2 separate regions of the Mus musculus genome follow, and region 1 is linked to region 2. The links are chromatin contacts, called in public ChIA-PET maps. All regions are on one chromosome and are shown on one strand. Each heading gives the region's core, a stretch centred on a gene start, on an enhancer-like site or on the middle of the called end of the contact. The rest is flanking DNA. Distances are from core to core; before and after follow the strand shown.

The links. ChIA-PET counts read pairs in DNA pulled down with a chosen protein or histone mark.
Region 1: a contact with region 2 is called in an RNA polymerase II ChIA-PET map of memory CD8 T cells, with 25 read pairs. The contact joins the promoter of Gbp10 here to the promoter of Gbp8 in region 2. A contact is called at or near these places in 2 of 115 datasets of contacts at active chromatin or transcription factors (effector CD8 T cells and memory CD8 T cells) and 1 of 9 other capture datasets (liver).

Annotation. Positions count from the first base shown.
Region 1 is chr5:105,236,722-105,243,695 of GRCm38.p6, reverse strand. Gbp10 (guanylate-binding protein 10) reads left to right here and starts at 4,163. Exons shown (of 11, transcript NM_001039646.2): 1 at 4,163-4,224.
Region 2 is chr5:105,047,953-105,055,562 of GRCm38.p6, reverse strand. It overlaps Gbp8 (guanylate-binding protein 8), which reads left to right and starts at 2,002. Exons shown (of 10, transcript NM_029509.4): 1 at 2,002-2,062; 2 at 4,492-4,699. The coding sequence starts at 4,516.

The DNA.
Region 1 (6,974 bases), core at 2,914-5,413, 190 kb before region 2:
TCTTGCTTGTCCTGGACAACCTCTTGGAGCTTTTCAAAATTTACCAGCTTTAAGGCTGCCTTTCTTAGGCCTACCAAAAGGCATGTTATAAATCCTGTCTCTGGATAAAATAGCACCTGCAAAATTATAATCCCATCGAGGATCTTGGTCAGGCACTGCCCCTGATCCAATTGGTTACCCTCTATCTGTTTGATGAATTTCATCTGCATGTGTTCTCACTTGCTCCCAAACTTGCCTGAATTCCTCAGGAAGCAATTTATTAGTAAGTATCATATGTATATCATGGAAAATCAAGCTGTAAGATTGAGTAATAAATTTAAACTCTTTAATAAAGGCTGAGGAGTTAGAGGTATAAGAACCTAGCCTCTTTCCTATCTGAGGAAGTTCACTCAGTGAGAAAGGAACATGTACTCTGACAAGGCCTTCTACCCCAGCAACTTCTCTTAGAGGAAGAACTGTTGTTGGGTCAGATGTCCCTGGTGGGGAAGGACTTGGGGGTTTGACTATGGCCTTAGAGTGAGTGATAGGCAGGTGAAGTTAGGTTCCGATGTAGAATGTTTGGAGGGACCTGCAGCTGATACAGAAGAAGGGGAGTTAGAGGTAGCATGCTCTGGGGTATCTAGGTGAAGAGAAACTTAAGTAGCACTTTGGGTTTTCGGTGGCATGGAAAGAAGTCTGCTGAGGAAAGGAGGTGGTTCATTAGCTGGATCTAACATCGTGGTGTCATCTGGCAGAGGTTGTGTAGGTTTCATGGCTAAGAGGAGTTGGATTGGAGAACAAGGAGAACACATAGAAGGACTGGAGTGAATACAGATGAAGGCTTTAATATAGATAACCTTTTTCATTTGCCAGTTTGCTGACAGAATATATTAATATCCCTTTAAAAGTGAGATCTAGGGTACCATTAAGTGGCCATTTGGAACCATTATCTAGTGGGTACTGAATCCAGATGTTATTGCACAGGTATATTAATTTTGATACCTTCAAGTGGAGAGTTAGCTTCAAAGTTTTGAGATTTTCCAGGATGCTACACCCACTCCAGTGAAGTCTGCCTGATAGGCCCAGAGGCCTGGAAGCAGCACTCACAAGGCAAAGAGTTTCAAGGAAACTCAGCCTCCTGGAACCTTGGCATTCTCATAACCCATATACTCAAACTCTATCCCTGTGTTACTATGGTGTATGCTCTCTTTCAGTATTGTTTTATTATAAGATCCTTCAAAGATTGAATTTTAACATAGGTGAGCCTCCATCAGAGTTCCAATGTCCTAGAAAATCCTTGAAGCCAATGAGCTTGGAATTCAGCAGGAATTCAGTAAGAATGTTACCTATTCAGTAACATTTAAATTTATTTCTAGTAGAGATGGTGAAACTAATTAGGCATTACAAAGAACGGAGCTAGAATAGTTCAGGGCTAGTCTGCAGAGTGATTACTTATGACAGTAGCCAGTCTCACCCAAACAAGGGAATACACAATGGCCTAGTGAATAGGTGGGTTTACCATGAAAGAGTTAGGGAATCCCCCTGAGACAGGTTTCCTCACCAGGCCCAAAGAAACAGCATAAATCAGGCATTTACTAAGAACCTCTGGTGGTGGGCTTAACAATAGTCTAGCATTACAGTTGGCTCCCACCTTAGTGGTAAAGGCGACCTTGTCCCTGCCATCTTTTGATGTATACATTCCTTTTGTATTGTGTCACTGTAACTCAGTGGATGTGTCTCACCTGGTTTCTTGTTACTCTTCTGTATAAAAAGTTTGATGATTGATTTGAAAAATTACACTCAAATTCAACATGCTCTCTCCTGTCTTATTGTTTGTCATTCGCCAACTCCTTTGCCCATCTGCAACTAGAGACCCGTTCTGCGCAGATAGGAGACCCAAGAAAGATCGGGATAGTCTGCAGCACCAGGAGACATCCCAGTGGGGTTCCTGCGGGTACATTTGAAGACATCTTATTATGCATTTGGGGGTTACTGGAGTATTCCTACCAGTGTCCCGAGAACAATCCAGAAACCAAAAAAGAAATCAGCCAGGCTAGATGTCCAAGTTGTAATGGGGGCTTCTAATAGCCCTGGGCTTACTGTGGAAAGTGCCCTACTCTGGATCCAGGGATTTTAAGCGGCTGCAAGAGCCCCGGGGGGGGGGGGTTGGGGGGTGGGGGGTGGGTGAGGAGGATGAGAGCAGCTTTTTGGGGGGGGTGGTTGGTCACCCAAACAGTTGATGTCTTAACTTGTATGTCAGCTGGAGGCGTGACTGTAAAATGCCAACCTCTTAGTTCCCAGAAAAGGCTGGTGAGGCCCTATCTGAGAAATTAGAGGCCCTCCAGCCAAGCGATCCTACCAATTAATATGCCAGTGTCTGTGAGAATTTTAGCGAACTGGTAATTAGAAGTGTGGAAGCCAGGCCTGCAAGATGAACCAGGAGGGCACAGCTTTCATGGTTGAAGTACCAGCAGATATCGTGTTGGAAGAGGCAGTGTTGGCAGCTGGGCTCAGCAGGGGGTAGAATTCTGGCTCAGTCCACTGCTGGTGGTCACAGCTGCTCTGAGCATTGAGGCTCTTACAGCAACCTCAGCCAGCTGCCATTTGCTGGCCCACTTGGCCATGGTCCAACACCTCCACCAGGGTCCTCCTGCTGCTGTGCTCTGCAGCGGATGTTCCCTTAACCTCTGAGTTTTCCCAGGTTTTGGCACCAAATGATGTGTTAGAATGGCGGGTCTCATCTCAACAGCACACTAGGCCAAGGCAGTTCAACGTGGAAGTGGTTGTATTGGAAGGGGGAGACAAGGTCGTGTCAGAAGGAGAAAAGGGGGAGAGAGAGTGAGGAAGGGCCGTTCTCCCTCATTTATATGGAAAATGATTTAACACAGGTAAAGGTGGGAGTTAGCCAAGTGGATGCTGGGAATATGGTGCCTGTTGTCTTGGCAAATAGTCTGCAGGTTGCAGGTCTTGCTGTCATCTATGTGATGTCATAGTTTTGGGATGTTCTGATGCCAATACAGTCTCCAAGGGACCTCCCTTGTTTAATCCTTCAGGTGAAAACACAATGGCTAACTTGCAGCTCCCCTTGCACTTTGTGTTTCATGCTTTACAAATGGTGTTCAATCTCCCATCTGGAACAAAGTTCAGATCCCAAACTGGCTGCCTCCCTAAGGGCTCAGAAAATAAAGCTTTCATTTTTAAGGTCCCATCTCTGAAGTGAGTTTTCTTAGCTTCTATCTTGAACACAATTCCTACTTACTATTCTTAAATTACTTCTTTGAAAAAACAGTTTTTAGATTGACTGCTGTGTTTTTTGAATAAAAAAAAAGAAGTCAGGGACATGTGTGGTAGAGGCGTGGTATGGTGAAGTGGAAGGGGGTGCCTCAGAGGGCCAGTGCTGAAGCATCCCTTCCTCCTCCTGAGGTACCAGCCACACAGTTGTATAGTATAGAATAGAGTGTATTTAAGATCTGGAGAGGGGAGTTGAGGGGGTTGTAGATACAGAGAAAGAGGGACAGAGAGTGGGGGAGGAAGGAGAAGGAGGGAATGAGAAGAAAGAGGGTAAGAAAGTAAGAGAGGACTATTAGAGAGAAAGAGTGGAGGGGGGGGATGGACAAGCAGTCCCTTTTATTGTAAGTCAGACCCACCTGGCTGTTGCCAGGTAACTGTGGGGCAGCCCAGAAGAAATGGCAACAGTGATGGTTCCTGTTTTAGAAAACACATGGTTCAAACATTAAAGCTCTTTGATCAGGAAGCACCAGGGATTTCCCCTGAGAGAAGCACACTTGCAATCCTCCCAGATTGTGTCATTTCCACTGATGGGGACCTGGGTTTACTGTGCTTTATCTGTGCCAAGAAGGCTGGAGGAAACTGGAGATGGGTTCAAAGGAAAGAGAAAGTAAACACTGTCCACAGTGGAGGCCTGCTGTCTTTTGGCTGCAACAGAGTATCACACTGACTTTTCTGACAGCCAGGAACCTCTGACCTCCCTCTCAACCCCCCAGCCTTGGCTAAGTTACCATTGGCCTTATTCTACTTTATTTTCAGTTTTGTTTCTGCTGCAGCATGTGATTTCTTTCCACTGTGTGTGTGTGTGTGTGTGTGTGTGTGTGTGTGTGTGTGTGTGTGTGTGTGTGTGCTCACATAAAAGAGGAGCAAAGAGAGCAGGAGGGAGGAGAGCAGAGGTGATTCCTAGGAGAGAGAAGCAGCTGAAAACTGCACTTGGACCTGTACTGTGGGGACCAGGTATATTTTAGGAGCAACTTAGTCTGGATCTCAGGTTGATTTCCAATTCAAAGTGGCACCTGGGGGAAGGGGAAGGGAGGTAGGTTCTGTGCTCTCTGGTCTACAGGGGGCTGAGGCTGGCTTTAGGTCTAGGAGGTCAGTTTCTTTCCTCTGATAAAGGACAGATACAAAGTTGTAGCCTGACACTGCTGGCTGCCCTGCTCTGTTGGTGAAGCTGTGGGAAGTGCCCTGGTCCTGCCTCAGCTGGGACCACAGCAACAGCTCCTTCCCTGGTTCACAGGCAGCTGTAGGCAGAGGAAAGTCTTTCTGTGGAGGAACCGTGTGAGGAAGATTCAGCACAAGAGCTTGGCAAACCTCTATCTGGAAATAACTTAGTTCCTACCTCACTGACTTCGTATTAAGTGTAAGAAGATAGTCCAGTTCTCTCTTGATGTTTATGTTGTATGTGAGATGTAGAGATCACGTAGTGCTATGTGCATTTTGTTTGGGCTGCTAGTATTATCTCATACATGGAACTAAGTTGCAGAGAGCCTGGTTTCTGGAGTTAAGTGACATCACCTGTATCTAACTTCTTAGGATTCTGCACATTCTCCTTCCTTGGCATAATGTCCTCATGCTCATCTGGGACTGAGGGCAGGGCAGGGGAGGTAGGTTATGTGTTGTCTGGTCTGCAGGGATTCATGGATAGCCTCAAGTCTATGAAGTTCTATAAAGAAGTGTGCAGTAGAATTGTATTCCTTTTTCTTGCTGAATAATATTCTAATTTGCATGCTATCAGACTGTGTTAATGTATGCATCTGTTGGTGATCTGTTGGTGGGAGACTGGGCTGTGTCCACATTGTGGGTATTGTAAATACAGCTACCATGATCAATACAGCTCAAAGGTTCATCCAAGTCCTTGTTTTCTAGTTTGTTTGTGTTGTAATCAAAGGAGAGCTTTTAGGTCAAACATAACTATATATTTTCTCAGAAGCCAGGACTGTTTCCTGTGAGGTAATATTTTGTGTTCTTAGCTGCGGAGTATAGACATATGAGATGTTTAAATTCCAGGTTACATGTATTTGTTTTTGCCTTGTGTGGTAGCTGTCCTTGTGTGTATGAAGTGATGCCTTGTGGTTTGATTGGCACTTCCCAACTGTTTTTCAAAGCCACGTTATAATGAACACTGGGTCTGAAGAATTATTGAGCAACAAAACCAAGTAGCTCTTAAAATAACTTCATTTATGCTTAAACTGCAAACATCAGCAAGACTAAGCAAACAATTTCAAATAAATATGTATGTTAACCCAAAGCAAGCCTCATCCTCAGTGAGCTCTAAGAAGCCAAATCACACATGATCATGTGACTCTAGACTCTTACACCATGTCCCTCAGCATGGCAAAACAGAAATAGTGTAACGAAAAGTTTCTTCATTTTGCATCCATGTTTCCCTAATAAAACCTGATTGCCATTCTGTCCTGGGAACAGAGACATTTCACCTTTCACTCTGGTACATCCCAATTTGGACATTACATCTTTTTCAAGTAAGTTTATTTAAAAATTTTATAGTTTTCTCATACAAGGTGATTTGTAATATTGAGTACTATCTTGTGTGCTCATGGACATTTGTAAGCCTTCTCTGCAGAAATTTCAACCCAGTGCTTTTCTCAGTTTAGAACTGAGGTGTCTGTGATGAATTGTAGAGCCACTTTGTTTCAGATAGTAACCCTTTATCACACATGTGATTTACTACAGGTCTTCGTCACCCATTCTTGGGTTGCCTTTTTACACGCTGTATAGAATGCTCTGGTGCACGAATTTCTTTTTTTTTTTTTTCCATTTTTTATTAGGTATTTAGCTCATTTACATTTCCAATGCTATACCAAAACTCCCCCTTACCCACCCACCCCCACTCCCCTACCCACCCACTCCCCCCCTTTGGCCCTGGCGTTCCCCTGTACCGGGGCACACAAAGTCTGCGTGTCCAATGGGCCTCTCTTTCCAGTGATGGCCGACTAGGCCATCTTTTGATACATATGCAGCTAGAGTCAAGAGCTCAGGGGTACTGGTTAGTTCATAATGTTGTTCCACCTATAGGGTTGAAGATCCCTTTAGCTCCTTGGGTACTTTCTCTAGCTCCTCCATTGGGAGCCCTGTGATCCATCCATTAGCTGACTGTGAGCATCCACTTCTGTGTTTGCTAGGCCCCGGCATAGTCTCACAAGAGACAGCTACATCTGGGTCCTTTCAGTAAAATCTTGCTAGTGTATGCAATGGTGTCAGCATTTGGAAGCTGATTATGGGGTGGATCCCTGGATATGGCAGTCTCTACATGGTCCATCCTTTCATCTCAGCTCCATACTTTGTTTCTGTAACTCCTTCCATGGGTGTTTTGTTCCCACTTCTAAGGAGGGGCATAGTGTCCACACTTCAGTCTTCATTTTTCTTGAGTTTCATGTGTTTAGGAAATTGTATCTTATATCGTGGGTATCCTAGGTTTTGGGCTAGTATCCACTTATCAGTGAGTACATATTGTGGGTGCACGAATTTCTTAACTTTACAAAGTGGATTTTTTTCTATTTATTTGCTCATGTTGAGATTTTGTTTTCATGTTCAAGAAATAATCCCTACTTGAAACACAAGTTAGGTAAGACTGAAACCAGGTTAGCCCCAGGTTAGCCTGCTGTAGTTAAGGTCTGCATTGCTTCCTGCAGTCAGAACCTGTGTCAGGTGGGGTGCAGGTAGGCAGTAAAAAGTCAAACAAGGACTCA
Region 2 (7,610 bases), core at 753-3,252:
TTATTCATGAACTGTTTGTTATGCATGCATGAGGGTGTTAATTTGGATCTGCAGTGAAAAGCTGGGCATGGCAATGTGCGCTCTTAATCCCAAGGCTGGGGTGAGGTCAGAGACAGCAAAGCCCTGAGGCTCACTAGTCAGCTAGTATAGCAAAGCAGTGAGGTCCTGATTCTGTAAAAGATATTTCAAAAAAACCAAAAAATCAGAGAGCAATAGAGGAAGACACCCAATGTCAACTGCAGACATCAGCAAATATGCAGAGGTGCACTTACGCAGGCTCACACACACATGTGCAAACACAAATACCCACACACACATATGTGCACACACACACACAAACACATGTCTCTCTCTTTCTCAATATAATACAGAAGAGAAACACAGGGAAAGGAACACACAGGTTTATCCTGATGTTTTGTAGATTCAGTTGAGTGCTGAAGTGAACAAAAGGCTTTAGCAAGTGTTAGAGAGAGCCCTGCTCCTGCTGCTCCCCTCAATCCTGTCTCAGCAGTGCCACTCAACTGACAAGAACTGGACACATCCCTGCTCTGTTCCAGACCAGAGACTCCCCTGGCCTTAGTGGAATCCAAGAACCTGCTGACATGAACTTCTTCCCAGTCCTGGTGTGGACTCTGTGTGTGTTCTACCTGGGCCTGCAAATGGGTGGCCATGTGGACCCAACAGATGAATAGGGGGAGAGTTCACTGAAGTAGAATTAAGGTACCAGTTTACCTCCATGCTGCTGACCTGCTCCTTTGTCCCTTTATCACTCTGAGTTCTGCACCAAATGTCTAGGAGAGTAAATTAAGGACCCTGAAGCTAGGTGCCTGGATATGGCCCAGTCTCTGAGGGGTACTCCCTTGTTTAATCCTTCCTGTGAAATCACAATGGATCGCTCTGCAGCTCCCTGCCCCCCCCCCCCCCGCTTTGTGTTTCATCCTTTACAAATGGTGTTCAATCTCCCATCAGAGACAAAGTTCAGATCCCAAACTGGCTGCCTTCCTAAGGGCTCAGAAAATAAAGCTTTCATTTTTAAGCTTCCATCTCAGAAGTGAGTTTTCTTAGCTTCTACCCTGAACACAACTCCTACTTACTATTCTTTAATTACTTCTTTAAAATCAGTTTTTAGATCAACTGTTGTGTTTTCTGAAAAAGAAAAAGAAGCCAGGGATATGTGTGGTGGAGGCGTGGTATGTTGAGGTGGTAGGTGGTGTCTCAGAGGGCACATGCTGAGGAATCCTGTCCTCCTGAAGTACCAGCCACACAATTGTATAGTATAGAATAGAGTTTATTTTAGACATGAAGAGGGGATTTGAGAGGGTAGTAGAGACAGAGAAAAAGGAAGGGAGGAAGCAGGGAGAGGAATGGAGAAGAAAGAGGGTAAGAAAGGAAGAGAGGAAGATTTCAGGGAGAGAGATTGAGGGGGGGGGGGCAGAGTGGACAAGCAGCCCTTTTTATAGTGAGTCATGTCCACCTGGCTGTTGCCAGGTAACTGTGGGGCAGAGTCCAGAAGAAATGGCAACAGTGATGGTTCCTGTTTTAGAAAACACAGGTTTAAAACATTAAAGCTCTTCGCTCAAGAAGCACCTGGAATTTCCCCTGAGAGAAGCACACTTGCAATCCTCCCAGATTGTGTCATTTCCACTGATGGGGCCCTGGGTTTACTGTGCTTTATCTGTGCCTAGAAGGCTGGAGGAAACTGGAGATGGGTTCCAAAGAAAGAGAATGTAAACTCTTTCCACAGTGGAGGCCTGCTGTCCCTTGGCTGCAACACAGTTTCTCACTGGCTTTTTCTGACACTAAGCATCCTCTGACCTCCCCTTCCAGTCTTGGGCAAGTTAACAATGCCTTGGTTTACTTTACTTTCAATTTTGTTTTTGCTGCTGCCTGTGTGAGTGTGTGTGTGTGTGTGTGTGTGTGTGTGTGTGTGTGTGTGTGTGTGTGTGTGTGGTCAGCTCACATAAAGGAGGAGCAAAGAGAGCAGGAAGTGAGGAGAGCAGAAGTGAGCCTGAGGAGGCAGCAGCAGCTGAGAACTGCACTTGGACCTGTGCTGTGGGACCAGGTATATTTACTTTTCCTTTCTTTAAGGAGCAACTTAGTCTGGACCCCAGCTTGATTTCCAAGTCAAAGTGGCAACTGAGGGAGGGGGAAGGGAGGCGGGTTCTGTGCTCTCTGGTCTGCAGGGGGCTGTGGCTGGCTTTAGGTCTAGGAGGTGAGTTTCTTTCCTCTGACAAAGGACAGATACAAAGTGGCAGCCTGACACTCCTGGCTGCCCTGCTCTGTTGGTGAAGCTGTGGGAAGAGCCCTGGTCCTGCCTCAGCTGGGACCACAGCTACAGCTCCTGCCCTGGTTCACAGCCAGATGAATGTCTTTCTGTGGAGGAACCTTGTGAAGAAAATTCAGCAAAAGGGCTTGGCAAACATCTATTTGGACATAAACTTAGTTTCTTCCTGACGTACTTTTTATTAAGTTTAGTAAGTAGATAGCAAAGTTGTCTCTTGATATTTAGTTTTTGTTTTGTTTTGTTTTCTTTTTTTGGAGGGGGTGGGGGAGATATAGAGATCCCATGGGCTCTATGCATTTTGTTTGGGCTGCTCTTCTTATCTCATTAATGGGTCTAAGCTGCAGAGAGACTGTCTTGTGGAATCAAGTGACTTCTGGGGATTGTACACATTCTCTGCCCTTGGCATAATGTCCTCTTGCTTATCTGGGACTGAGGGCAGGGGAGGCAGGTTATGTGTTGTCTGGCCTGCAGGGGTCTGTGGCTGGCTTTAAGTCTATGAAGGTCTATGAAGTTGGGTAAAGTAATTAATTGTATTCCCTTCTCTGGCTGAAGAATATTCTATTGTGTGTGCTATCAGACTGTGTTAATGTATGCATCTATTGGTGATCTGTTGATGGGAGACTGGGCTGTTTCCACATTGTGGGTATTGTAAACACAACTGCGATGAACAACACAGATCAAAGGTCCATCCAAGTCCTTGTTTGCTAGTTTGTTTGTGTTGTAATCAAATAAGAGTTGTTAGATCATATGAAACTATTCATTTTCTCAGAAGCCATGACTGTTTTCCCTGAGGGAATATTCTGTGTTTTTAGCTGCAGAGTACAGACACCTGAGTTGTTTAAATTCCAGGTGACATGTATTCATTTTTGCATTGTGTGGTAGCTATCCTGATGAGTATGAAGTGATGCCTTGTGGTTTGATTGGGACTTCCTCAATGTTTGTCACAGGGTCTGAAGAATTATTGAGGAACAATATCATGTAGCTCTTAAAATAACCTAGTCCGTGCTGATGCAAACATCAGCAAAACTAAGCAATTAATTTCAAATGATATATATGTTAGCCCAAAGCAAACCTCAGCCTCAGTGAGTTATAAGAAGCCAAATCACACACGATCATGTGACTCTAGACTCTGACACCAGGTTCTCCAGCCTGGCAAAGCAGAAATCATGTAAAGAAAAGTTTATTTTGCATCCAATGTTTCCCTAATATAGCCTGATTGACATTCTATCCTAGGAACTAAAGACACTAAACCATTCACTATGGTACTTCCCTGTTTGTACACTGCATCTTTTTCAAATAATTTTTTCTTAACTTCTATAGTTCTCTTGTGCCAGATGATTAGCAATATTGAATATTATCTTGTGTGCTCTTGGATGTTTGCAGGCCTTTTCTGCAGATATATCCATCTCCTCAGCAATTTTCTCAGTTTAGAACTGACTTGTCTATGATGAGTTGTAAAGGAACTTTATTACACATGTGATTTACAGGTCGTCTTCACCCATTCTTGAGTTGCCCTTTTACTTTCTTTATAGAATGCTCTGGTGCACAACGGTTCTTAATCTTACAAAGTCTGTTTTCTCTATTTATTTGCTCATGTTGAGGTTTTATTTTCATGTTCAAGAAATAATCTTTACTTGAAACACAAGTTAGGTAAAACTGAGATCAGGTTAGCCCCAGGTTAGCCTGTTGCAATTAAGCTCTGTGTTGCTTCCTGCAGACAGGACCTGTGTCAGGTAGGGTGCAGGTAGGCACTAAAAAGTCTAACAAGGACACATGTAATTCCCACCTTTTATTCAGCTGTACATCTCAGTGTAATTAATTGGTATTGCTCACAGTTTCTACATATTTTCAGCCATATAGAAATCTATTCATGGATATACCAAGGCCTGTGAGACTACTAGTCTGCCACTTTGCTGGTTGTTTGCTGGGTTGACCTTGATGAATATCACTATGGTTTAGATTTTATTATACTGAATTAAAGCTTTATAGATGAGAGCAGCCCATTTGTTACAAATGCTTCTTTAGAACTTTGAAGAATAATGAAGAGAAGGAGGCCATCTGGACTGCAGATTCAAGGATACATGCTGCCAGATGAAGCTACACAATGCCAACAGGAAACCTACAAAGGTCACCAACTGGTCTTAGCTGCTGAGCCATTGGGTGTCAGTGAGGCAGAGAATGACTTTACTCTCTTTCTCCTATTATAGATTCATCTACGTTGGCAGGTTGCTATGACCCAACCACAAATGGCTCCCATTTGTCTTGTGGAAAACCACAATGAACATCTGTCCGTGAACCATGAAGCCATAGAGATTCTGGAGAAGATTTCTCAGCCAGTGGTAGTCGTGGCTATTGTTGGATTGTACCGTACAGGGAAGTCCTATTTGATGAACCGTCTGGCAGGACAGAATCACGGTGAGTGGCATGCTGTGTACCAGCCAAATGTTTGACTGTGTCTGTCACATTTTCTTAATTCTTATTCCCAATTATAACAATGGACAGCAGAACTCCTTTTTAGCAAAGCCACCCTCGCATGCTAAATTGAATCCCTTCATTGCTGCTCCCCAATAATCTCTCCTGTGCTCTTCCCTTCCATTCTGTTAAAGAAAATCTCCCTTCTCAGTGCTCAAGATGAGGCCTTTTCTGATGCCCAGAACAATGGGATCCTACACCTCAGTCCCCTGTCTCCTACAGCAGGTTCTCCTTTCTCAATAAGATATTTCCATCAGGATAGAAAGTCCTTGAATACTTAAGACTTGAAAAATCTCTGATAGGTAGAACTGGAGAGTTGGTCCAGTGGCTAAGAGCACTGGTTGCTCATGCAGGCAAAGTTTGACTATTGGCACCCACATAGTGACTTAAATTTTTTAGTAACTCCAGCCTGAGAGGATCCAGTGCTATTTTTTTCCCTTTAATGGGAATGGGCATGCGCATGGTGCAGTTACATACAGACAGGCAGAATTCTCATGTTAATAAAATGAAATAAGTAAATCTTTTTTTTTTTTTTTTTTTTTATTCATTTATTTATTTATTTATTACATATTTTCCTCAATTACATTTCCAATGCTATCCCAAAAGTCCCCCATACCCTCCCCCCCCACTCCCCTACCCACCCACTCCCATTTTTTTTGGCCCTGGCGTTCCCCTGTACTGGGGCATATAAAGTTTGCAAGTCCAATGGGCCTCTCTTTCCAGTGATGGCCGACTAGGCCATCTTTTTTTTTTTTTTTTCTTTTTTTTTTTTTTTCCATTTTTTATTAGGTATTTCGCTCATTTACATTTGCAATGCTATACCAAAAGTCCCCCATAGCCACCCACCCCTTCTCCCCTACCCACCCACTCCCCTTTTATGGCCCTGGCGTTCCCCTGTACTGGGGCATATAAAGTTTGCGTGTCCAATGGGCCTCTCTTTCCAGTGATGGCCGACTAGGCCATCTTTTGATGCATATGCAGCTAGAGTCAAGAGCTCCGGGGTACTGGTTAGTTCATAATGTTGTTCCACCTATAGGGTTGCAGATCCCTTTAGCTTCTTTGGTACTTTCTCTAGCTCCTTCATTGGGGGCCATGTGATCCATCCAATAGCCGACTGTGAGCATCCACTTCTATGTTTGCTAGGCCCAGGCATACTCTGACAAGAGACAGCTATATCAGGGTCCTTTCAGCATAATCTTGCTAGTGTATGCAATGGTGTCAGCATTTGGAAGCTGATTATGGGATGGATCCCCGGATATGGTAGTGTCTACATGGTCCATCCTTTTATCTCAACTCCAAACTTTGTCTCTGTAACTCCTTCCAAGGGTGTTTTGCTCCCACTTCTAAGGAGGGGCATAGTGTTCACACTTCAGTCTTCATTTTTCTTGAGTTTCATGTGTTTAGGAAATTGTATCTTATATCTTGGGTATCTTAGGTTTTGGGCTAATATCCACTTATCAGTGAGTACATATTGTGTGAGTTCCTTTGTGAATGTGTTACCTCACTCAGGATGATGCCCTCCAGGTCCATCCATTTGGCCAGGAATTTCATAAATTCATTCTTTTTAATAGCTGAGTAGTACTCCATTGTGTAGATGTACCACATCTTCTGTATCCATTCCTCTGTTGAGGGGCATCTGGGTTCCTTCCAGCTTCTGGCTATTATAAATAAGGCTGCTATGAACATAGTGGAGCATGTGTCCTTCTTACCAGTTGGGGCATCTTCTGGATATATGCCCAGGAGAGGTATTGCTGGATCCTCCGGTAGTACTATATCCAGTTTTCTGAGGAACCGCCAGACTGATCTCCAGAGTGGTTGTACAAGCCTGCAATCCCACCAACAATGGAGGAGTGTTCCTCTTTCTCCACATCCACGCCAGCATCTGCTGTCACCTGAATTTTTGATCTTAGCCATTCTGACTGGTGTGAGGTGGAATCTCAGGGTTGTTTTGATTTGCATTTCCCTGATGATTAAGGATGTTGAGCATTTTTTCAGGTGCTTCTCTGCCATTCGGTATTCCTCAGGTGAGAATTCTTTGTTCAGTTCTGAGCCCCATTTTTTAATGGGGTGATTTGATTTTCTGAAGTCCACCTTCTTGAGTTCTTTATATATGTTGGATATTAGTCCCCTATCTGATTTAGGATAGGTAAAGATCCTTTCCCAATCTGTTGGTGGTCTTTTTGTCCTATTGACGGTGTCTTTTGCCTTGCAGAAACTTTGGAGTTTCATTAGGTCCCATTTGTCAATTCTCGATCTTACAGAGCAAGCCATTGCTGTTCTGTTCAGGAATCTTTCCCCTGTACCCATATCTTCAAGGCTTTTCCCCACTTTCTCCTCTATAAGTTTCAGTGTCTCTGGTTTTATGTGAAGTTCCTTGATCCACTTAGATTTGACCTTAGTACAAGGAGATAAGTATGGATCGATTCGCATTCTTCTACATGATAACAACCAGTTGTGCCAGCACCAATTGTTGAAAATGCTGTCTTTCTTCCACTGGATGGTTTTAGCTCCCTTGTCGAAGATCAAGTGACCATAGGTGTGTGGGTTCATTTCTGGGTCTTCAATTCTATTCCATTGGTCTACTTGTCTGTCTCTATACCAGTACCATGCAGTTTTTATCACAATTGCCCTGTAGTAAAGCTTTAGGTCAGGCATGGTGATTCCACCAGAGGTTCTTTTATCCTTGAGAAGAGTTTTTGCTATCCTAGGTTTTTTGTTATTCCAGATGAATTTGCAAATTGCTCCTTCTAATTCGTTGAAGAATTGAGTTGGAATTTTGATGGGGATTGCATTGAATCTGTAGATTGCTTTTGGCAAGATAGCCATTTTTACAATGTTGATCCTGCCAATCCAT